2 separate regions of the Sus scrofa genome follow, and region 1 is linked to region 2. A link is a contact called in public Hi-C data. All regions are on one chromosome and are shown on one strand. The core of a region is the stretch at or near the end of the contact, and the rest is flanking DNA. Distances in the headings are between cores, read along the strand shown. Region 1 holds the start of GAB1 (GRB2-associated-binding protein 1). Region 2 overlaps GAB1 (GRB2-associated-binding protein 1).

Region 1 (4,796 bases), core at 958-3,457, 67 kb after region 2:
ATTTGGAAGGATTCAAAAACCTCTGGAGAACTTTCTTAGCATTTGTGACATCAAGTCCTTAAATGAGAATCACTTGTCTATAACACATTCTGGCAGAAAGTAAACCTGAAACTAACTCACTGGCAAATGGTCGGTGAGGTTAAATATTGCACTTCACTCCTTCAATGCAAGCAAACAGTGACTAATAGGATTAACTTGAGCTCTCACGCTGGGTGCAGATACCCTTCAACAAGAAACAGGTTTCTTTATTAGTGTCGGCCCCCTGGTAGTAAATTTATTTTTAAGGGGGCTTAAATTTTGCTTTCAAAACATACTTCACTTGAAAAGTATTTGCTCCATATGCCAAGGCAAAGGTGTCATTACTTTCCTTTGCAGAGGGCAACGACAAAAGAACCACTGGGGGAGAAGGGGAGAAGATCCCAGACCCCCCAAGAGGACACAGATTTCCCACAAAGAAAGGTTGGTCCTTTCAAGGAATATTTTCCCTAACAGCTAAAATGGTTTAACACATAATCAGCATCTTGTATCAATTACACAAATACCAAGCTCTGATGGCCTGGAAAAGGACCGCAACACACAGAAATCCTAACTGGCCTCAGCTGTCCCCTCCTGCGTGTCTTGACAGCGTGTCCAAAGCTCCCGAACACCAGCCACCAGGCTCCCTCCAGCGCCCTCCTCTCGCAGCAAACAGCCAAGGCTCTCGGGCCAAACTCCAATGTCCCTCGATTCAAAACCGCAAAAATGTGAACCCTGCTAAGCAAACGGCAGGGCGCGTAATAACTTTTTTCTTTCCCTTGCGCGCGGACTGGAGATGCTCTTTTCTAATGCAGCTTCCCAGGTTCCCCTCCCGCTTCCCGCAACCACCCCGAGGGGAAGGCGGGAGGGAGCGCGGACCAAAGAGAAGACTGCTGAGTTCAACACCTTGGCGGTTTTCCCAGTGCGGGAAATTTACTACACAGCAGCCCCTAAGAATTCCATGCAGAAATCACGAAAAGAGAATGCCCTCCCCTCACCCCCGCTAAAATAATAAAAACACGCAGCGGGCGTTCAGCTGGCAACGCTGGGCCTTCCGATGAGCCGAAGTCTGCAATCTGGATGGAGGAAAGATCCCCGGCCAGGCGGAGGCCAGGCGGGAGCTTACAGCCCGGGTCCCAAGCCTGCCGGGGAAGGGGCCCAGGGGCAAGGGATGGGGACTGAGTGGAAGCAGCAACGCCCGCGCGAGCCGCCCCGGGATGGGAGCAGCGGCGGAGTTTTACTTACATAACGCTTCAACTTTTTCTCCGGGGGGGACTTGCGGAGCCATCCCGAGCAGACCACTTCGCCGCCGCTCATGGTGCGCGCTTCTCAGGCTCCGCGCCGGGCGCGCTCCCGACACCGTCGACGCCGGGCGGTCGCGCAAAGGCGGGGACCTTGCTCTACTGCGGCGCACCTCGGGTGGACGGGGTGGACCGGGCGGACGGGCTTCGCGGCGCGCAGGCTCAACGCGTCCGAACTTCTTCCCCGCAGGCAGGTCCTTGGACGTGAGTAGAATCGGGCTGCGCCGCCGAGGCCGACACCTCGGGGCTGGGACCGCGGCCGGGCCGAGGGCGCCCCGGCCTTCCTTCAGTGCGCCCGCCTGGCCGCCAGGCGTGCCGTTCTGCCGGCCGCCTCCGCCGCGCTTCGGCTCCACGGGACTCTGCCCCGGCGCGGAGCCCAAGCCTCGGCCCCCTGCGCTCCGCCCCCTCGGGACAGGACCTCCCAAAGCGCTCTCGAGACAGACACGACGCTGCACGCGCACACACACATACACACTCACACACTCACAAAGCCCCCGGGAGGCGCCCACTCTGGCTCGCCCGCTCTGGGTTTCGGGGCGCCCGGCGCGATCCTCTCCTTCCTCCTCCTCCTCGGGAGAGGGTGGGTCACTTCTCCGCGGCGCCCGGGCAGCGGGGAGGAAAGGGGAAGCCGCGAGGGTCCCGTGGGCACTGGGCGCGGGGCTGGTCCCGAGCCACGGAGGGAGCCGCCGGCTGGGCGTCGCTGGGCAGGGCGCAGGTCTAGCCGGAGGGTGGGTCCGCGCTCGCCGCCGCCGCCGCCGCGGGAGAAAGAAGGCGGAGAGACGAGGAGCTCCGCGGCTAGACTGGGGGGGACCGAGCCCACCGTCCGGTCCCCTCGCGCTCCTCCCGCGCCGCCTCCCCCACCCCGGGGCGTGCGGTAGGTTCCGAGCGGCCCGGCCCCCGGCCCAGATCCCTCCCTCTCTCGGCCTCCCGGCTCCCTCTTCCTCCCTTCCCTCCTCCCCTTCCCACGTTCGGCCGGCTCCGGTTTCTGCCTAGACTTTCTCTGAAACTCCGCCGGAGCGCTTCCAGCCAAAACAACAAGGGCCGGGGAGGAGGAGACGCACGGAGGGAGGGAGCGAGAGAGGGAGGGAGCCGGAGTCCGAGAGGCACCCTGGGATCTGTAGTTCGGGAAGCTGGAGAGGGGTCCTTGGCCGCCTGGCTGCATTGGCGCCGGGAGCCCCCCGCGGGGTCCTCGCTGGGAATAGCGGCCAGGCCTCGGAGAGAGTAGCGCTCCGGGGCTCGGTCTGCTGAAGGAGTGAGGAACGTTTGAATGTTCGGTCTGGGGATTGCCATGTTGGCTCAGCCGAGTGTCAGTTTGGAGTTTGTTCGGTTTGTTTAATCAGGGGTTTGGGCGGGGGGTGAGGGGGCCTCTACTTGACGGCCGGAGGGAGACCGCGCGCCCTGAGAGTCCTCGACCCCTGTGCCCCGGCCCTCGAGGTTGAAGGTCAGACACCAGGAGAACAAGGGCGCAGGGGATCGCGCTAAGGCACCCAGTCTGGAGAGGAGATCAGAAGGGGACCCTTTCGGGCCGCTGTGGGCTGGACCTTGGAGCAGCCTTGCCTGAGTAATGGGAGTTCTTACTGGGACCAAAGATTTGGTTGAATCTCTCTCTGGGACATTTTGAAGTCACTCTCCCTCCACTTGTAGCCAGTTTCTTCCACTTGACTTTGGATTTGTTTAAAATCTACCCTTGGGATGTTGAACCAGAAAAGGGAAACTTTACTAGACGTCTTAGCTCTATTTGCTTGCGTGTGTGTATTGCAATTATGATACCTGGTCCTGAGTTTGACACGATCCTGTAATAGAAATATAAATTTATTTGTGAAAAACAAAGCCCCCAAACAAATTTTAGAAGGTAATATAAATAAATGAGATAAAAGTGCTAAAAATAGTAGATGAGTGAACATTTCTGGAAAAACCTAACCTCAGGCACTTGCTTATTAATAACAGTACTGGCATTCAAAAGTTTCTCTTGAGTTTGAAAAGGTTTACCATTATAGCAGGAAAATAGGTGCTGGGTGGTGACAAAGTTCCCTGCACTCATGGAGGTGACATTTCTGTGGTGGCAGAGGATAAACAGGGGTCAGCACAAGTACAAATTGTGATAAATGTTGTGCCCTGGGGAAAATAAACACGGTAAATTGGAAGAATAACCAGATGGGACTAGGTCAGATAGAATGAGAGAAGTCTTCCTTGAAGATAAGCTAGCCAGAGATGAGAAAGGTGTTTGTAAAGAAAGAGGAGATTTATACTTGTTTTGTAGAAAAATCAAAGAGATAAGGAGGATTGAGAGAGAAAAAACAAGCAAGAGGGTTCATTGTTTTTCTTAAATTTTAAGGCTTTTCAGAATACGAGTGTAATTTTTATGGCAGCTAATAAACCAAAGCAATTTTTTATGTGAGCTCGGGTTTTACCACAAGCCTTCCAAATGAAAATAAATCATTGAATTTGATTTCTGCTTCTCCCACAGGCAGTGTGTCTGTACAAAGTATTTATAATTAACATTGCTAAGCCTAGTCCACTCTTTCCTAGTTAACTGTTGACTAGACAATTTACTGCTCCTCCAGTCCTGTTGTAAAGGCCTTTTTAGTGGAAATTTGTACTGCCATTGTGCCTCGGTATTCCCAGGGAATTGGTTCCGGGACCTTTCCCCTTACCCAGATCCTTTAATGCTCAAGTCCCTTATGTAAAATGTTGTAGTATTTGCATGTAACCTAAATGTGTCCTCCCATATACTTTAAATCACCTCTGGATTACTTGTAATACCTAATACAGTGTAAATAATATGTAAATAGTAAGTACAATGTAAATACTATGTAAATAGTGGCCAGCAAATTCAAGTTTTGCTTTTTGGAACTTTCTAAATTTTCTCTGAACACTTCCCACTCCAAGGTTCATCGAAGCCTCGGATGAGGAACCCAAAGATATGGAGGGCCCACTGTATCTCCTGGACTACTTTGGGATGTTCCAATGATTTTTTTTTTTTGCTTTATTTCAAATGGATTCAGTTATCTCATTTGCATATAAGAAATCAGTAAGTATTTTTCCCTCTCTTTGACTGTGTTGTTTGAGATTTGCATTTCTAAAGATCAGGTAAGTGAGGAGAGGTTGAAGACAAGCATGTCTTCTTACACGTATGTAGAAAGGACATTGGCTTTATCTTTACATTATATGCCATTTTTAGATTATCTGTTAAATTATATTTATGTCATTTAAAACATGCTGGAAAACACTATTACACCTAAGTGTCTTACATTTCATTCATACGACGAATATTTATGGCATGTCCTTGTATGTACAAGTTCCTGAGGACCCAGGATACAATAGCGAGGCTAACCAGACCTATTACCTCAGTCGTCCAGCCTGGAGAAGATCATTTTACTAATCATGAGCCCCATAGCTTCTACAATACACTCGTTAAATGCTGTGAAGGAAAAACAAAGAGTCTTAGCTGGACCTGTAACTGGAGGCTCTGCCCCACCT
Region 2 (5,000 bases), core at 251-2,750:
ACAGGTTAGGCAATCTATTTATAGATTATTTACAATGAACAAAGGAGAGTTTGGTTTAAAAATAGAGGAAAGGTTGGGGAGAAACAAAATACCTCTAGTTAAAATTTGACTAGCTTTAACAAAGAAATAAAAACAAAAACACTGCTCTGTATATTGCTGAATAACTGACCATGTCTTTTGTTGAATAATTGACCATGAAAAGGCAAAAGTAATGAGATTTTCATTTAAAGATTAAGATTATGTAACCCTAGGCTGGATGAGGTCAATGATTTGTGGTAACTAGATCCAATTCTTGGTGGAGCAGAGACAAAGGAAGACTGAAAAACACAACATCTTTGGCTAGCCCCCTAGACAAGGCACCGAAGCCCCCACACCAACCCCATATGGCATTCTAGTCTTTAGGAGCAGTTAGAAAAGAATCATCAGAAATAAAAACTATCCAGCTTTGCAGTCATCAATAATTCCTTGTGGGGAGCATTATAGGGATGGGGGAGTGGGAGGTACAAACTAGTAGGTGTAAGACATGCTGCCAATATAATATGTAAACATAGCCAATATTTTGTTATAACTGTAAATGAAGTGTCACCTTTAAAAACTGCATAAGAATTAAAAAGTATAACAGAAAGAAAAGAGTATAAAGGGAAAGAAAAAAAAAAGAATCCCTTCTGGTTCCTCTCAGCCTCTTCTTTTCATCAAATGGCTTAGAGGGCAACCATAAGTAATCGTTTGTTTATATTCAGTCTCCTGGGAGCTCCATTTTCACTGCCCTTTTCTCAAATCCCAACACACACAATGCTTCACAAAAGCAGGGACCCAGGGAGTAGTGACTGACTGACTGACTGAATGAATGAATGAGAGTCTTCATGTACAAGGTGCACCCTCCAGGGATCATCATTACAATCATCCATAAACAATAATTAAGTGGTTTGAGGTTTGAGGGTGGAAACATGCTAGAAAAGCATAAGAAATATACTGTGACAATGAATTAATTGGAAAATTACCATAAGCTTGAATAAATGTTTACACTTTAAATACAGAAATAAGCGTAATAAAAACCACTCTAGATGCTATTATATGAAATACATTAAGGAAAAAAAAAAAATGTTCCGGCAAGGTATCCCGAAGGAGCAGCAGACACGCGGGCATAAAATTATAGCGAAGGCAATGCGGGGCATAGGTTTCCTTTTTTTTTCTCCATTCTTTCGTCTGCCCCCTAGTGGCGTCCTTAGGAGCAGAGAAAACATGAGAAAGGCAGGCACTACAGAAATCAGGAAAAACCAAAACAGCACACAACACAGAACAGAACAAAACAAAGCACAACAAAGCACAAAAAGAGTACTTTGGACTTCTACAAATCAGTTACTCAAGAACAGAAAGTTAACTTTGGAATTTTCTATTCCACACTTTTGCCCCAAAGACAAAACTTGTGTATTCACTTAGGTAGGTTCACTATTTCCTTGTGCACCTTTGGACTTTTGATCATTACCTTTTAAGGAAAAGGCAGCATCTCTAGATGGCATCGAGGTAGTATGTGCATTTTTGGATGTGCAAGCAGACAATTTATTAACTGCTAGTTTCTAAGCTCATGTGGTTGGCCCGCTTTACTTTCTGTTTTTTCAGGTGTCTTTGATAGGAGTAGCTCAAACAAAATCATTTCCATAAGAACAATTCTGGAAAGCTAGGAGTTCATTTACACAGCACTTCAAATCAAGGGACAGGTAAAGTGAAACGAGACGCTGGTTCGGGAGTAGCAGGCATGGCTGAGTGACTCCTTGGGGAAAGCAGGCTTATCTCCATGGGGATCTTTCTGTCTGGAAAGGGGTGTGGGTTTTGCCAATGATCTCATCAGCAACAACGGGCTGCCCATTTTACACCCGAGTTTCACACTAACACGTACAGTTCTTTAAATATGATGACAGACGCTGCCACTGACTCACGTAAATAACCAATCACGTGGGACCCGCCCCCCCCTTGGGACTGGTGACACACATCTGCTAACCAGCCAGCCAGGGTTACACAAACTCTACTCACTGAACAAAACATCAGAAAATTTCTCCTAAAGAGAGATACGAGTATTAGACATGGGTTCTAGGCTTCCGTGATCCAGTGATTCTATTTCTTAACTTCTGGAGCAATCAGAATGCTTAATAACTCGTGATTATTTTAAACAAAATGATTTCTGGAGAGGTGATACTAGACTTTCTCTCCCATATAAGTACTTAACACATCTAAAACTCGTCCTGCATCGGTAAGAATTGTTTGCTAGAACTGTATTAAAAAAAAAAAAATCAGGAGTTCCCATCGAGGCTCAGTGGTTAACAAACCCAACTAGTATCCATGAGGATATGGATTCGATCCCTGGCCTTGCTCAGTGGGTAAAGGATCCGGTGTTGCCACGAGCTGTGGTGTAGGTCGCAGATGTGGCTTGGATCCAGTGTTGCTGTGGCTCTGATGTAGGCCAGCAGCTACAGCCTGGATTCGACTCCTAGCCTGGGAACCTCCATATGCTGTGGGTGTAGCCCTAAAAAGACAAGACCAAAAAAAAAAAAAATCAAATAGGGAGTTCCCTAGTGATTAAGGACCTGGCGTTGTCACTGCTGTGGCTAGGGTCACTGCTTTGGTGCAGGTTCTATCCCTGGCCTGGGAACTTTCTCATGCCACAGGCATGCCCCCCTCCCCCCCCAAAAAAAAATCAAAGGAAAAGATCCATACAAAAAAAGCATTCAGAGATGAATAAAAGCATAAAATAAACAGAGCTCCTTTAATTACCACGTATGACACTCTTTGAAGAAGTGCACTAGTATAATTCTAGCAGGTTCCAAAAACAGTTTCCTTCCAGTGCTTTATAACTATACCTTACAGGTCCACAGTATCAGCTTAAAACACCCTCACCAGCTTTCTCACAGAGGAAACAAAGGGGCCTAAATCAAGGGAGATGAAGTATTCCAGGTTTACTCTCATAAGCCAATGCTCAGGATATAGGAACACAAGACTTAAACTTTCTTAGACTGCTGCACATGCCATGAAAGGCGAGAGAGATGAGACAGCTGATATCCATCTTCCTCCGTCCATATATCTTTTTAATCTTTTCCTCTTGAACAAACCCTCAGCAACAGGAAGTATCAAAAAGACAGAAGCAAACTCCTATGCTGGTAATGCTTTCCCCCGTTTCTCTTCTGTTGCTCAGATCTCTACCAGAAAAGCCAGGAAAGGCAAATTTCTACTAAGGACTCCCAAAAGATTTCCCCCAATTATCAAGATTCGTATGTCAGGAAGAAGGAAGGTGGTGGTAGGCGGGGGGGATTTTCCCAGCTCTCTCTCCTATCCATACTAGGATACGGAACCTTGGGTTAATTTTTATCTGCTGTCTGTCTTACTACCAAATTATTTATAGAGGGCAAAGCAGCTAAAATAATGGACTTTTAAAAACTTACTATATTTAGAGAATGATATCACTACTAAGTTTTAAATACACTAACATGATATAACCCTCGAAGCATGCTTATATATCTAATTTAATGTTCTGGAGTCTGTTCAAAGTATTCATTAAAATGAGTAGCAAAGGAACAAAACAACGAAGAGGCAGCTGTTCAGTTTGTACATCTGATTTGCAGCGCGTCGTGTATTCTAGTTAGAGCAAAACAAGCTTCTCAAGAAAGAACTGTTACTTTTAAAATAATCTTTTAAAAACTAGTGCAGTATCATGACTAAAGACTTAAGTTTATACAAGCTGCACTAACTTTTTGTGTGCTATGAAATTAAACATAGCATGAATCCCAATCGTAATCATATTTATTATTTTGTTTGCTGGTTTGTTTAGCAGCATCTCCTCTCCCCAAGGAGACTAGAGGCAACATAAGAGCAGACAGAGGCTCTCCCGTCCACCAAGATCCTAAGCACATGAGATGAAATAACGGGTGCCAAATAAAAGCATTTATTTATCTTTTTTTTTTTTTTTTGCCTTTTCTAGGGCTGCTCCTACGGCATATGGAGGTTCCCAGGCTACAGGTCTAATCGGAGCTGTAGACGCCAGCCTACGCCAGAGCCATAGCAGCGAGGGATCCAAGCCACGTCTGCAACTTACACCACAGCTCACAGCAATGCCAGATCCTTAACCCACTGAGCAAGGCCAGGGACCGAAGCCGCAACCTCATTGTTCCTAGTTGGATTCGTTAACCACTGTGCCACGACGGGAACTCCATTCCTTTTTTTTTTTTTTTTTTCGTAAAAGCATATATATTAAAGTATTCCATTAAGTTCATACCTGCAGGAGGTTAAAATATCAAATGGTGCACAAGAGCTTCTCAGGCAACACAATAATCCCCACCATGGCATCCTCACCCCCAGTTCCACCCTCAAGAGAAGCATGTTCTGGTTTTGGCTTCTCTTAGTGGTTATGCTGGGCTGGTTATTCTTGGTTTAATGCCCTCACCCCCACCCATCCTTTGCCCTTCTCTGTGTTTAGAGGTGGGTGTGTGTGTGTGTGTGTGAGGGCAATTTCCTCTCTCTCCTGGCTTTAACTCCCACTTTCCAGTGGTGGCTGCCTCATTTCTGAGTACAGCGCCCCCAGGTAGTTGCTCCTCATTGTTCCAAAGCTCACTGGTCTTGTACACACAATTTTAAAAAAAATTTTTTTCTTCCTTATTAGAGCAGCATATGGACGTTTCAAGGCTAAGGGTCAAATCAGAGCTGAAGTTGCCAGCTTTCGCCACAGCCAGCCACAGCAACACCAGATCCTTAAACCAATGAGCGAAGCCAGGGATCGAACCTGCATCCTCATGGATGCTAGTTGGATTCTTAACCCACTGAGGCACAACGGGAATTCCCACACAGTTTTTAAAATTAGCCTTTACCATTTCCTCCTCTGTCCCTCCAGCCCTAAGGGTATAAGGACCCTCACCTAAGCCCAGCCCACAGCACCGTAAGTACTCCCTTCATTAAAGCCTGCAGGTGAACCTTCTGAGCTGAGTTGTCTCTCACCAGGACACTAATAGATACCT

Evidence for each region. Hi-C and Micro-C count contacts between places; a contact is called where the count stands out from the background.
Region 1: a Hi-C map of embryonic fibroblasts shows a contact between it and region 2, with 4 times the contacts expected there. The contact joins the promoter of GAB1 here to the enhancer-like site in region 2. A contact is called at or near these places in 1 of 5 promoter capture datasets (liver), 11 of 47 Hi-C or Micro-C datasets (alveolar macrophages, embryonic fibroblasts, fibroblasts and 6 more) and 1 of 2 datasets of contacts at active chromatin or transcription factors (skeletal muscle).

Annotation. Positions count from the first base shown.
Region 1 is chr8:84,389,304-84,394,099 of Sscrofa11.1, forward strand. GAB1 (GRB2-associated-binding protein 1) reads right to left here and starts at 2,208. Exons shown (of 12, transcript XM_003129177.6): 1 at 1,261-2,208. The coding sequence starts at 1,332.
Region 2 is chr8:84,322,586-84,327,585 of Sscrofa11.1, forward strand. All of the region lies in intron 1 of GAB1 (GRB2-associated-binding protein 1), which reads right to left. Among named protein-coding and RNA genes, the nearest start is that of GAB1, 66 kb to the right of the region's middle. Within about 2 kb of position 1,501, at least 31 of the 83 cell types and tissues checked have an H3K27ac peak or open chromatin away from gene starts, as enhancers often do. A contact at or near this core is called in embryonic fibroblasts and skeletal muscle, where this site is marked.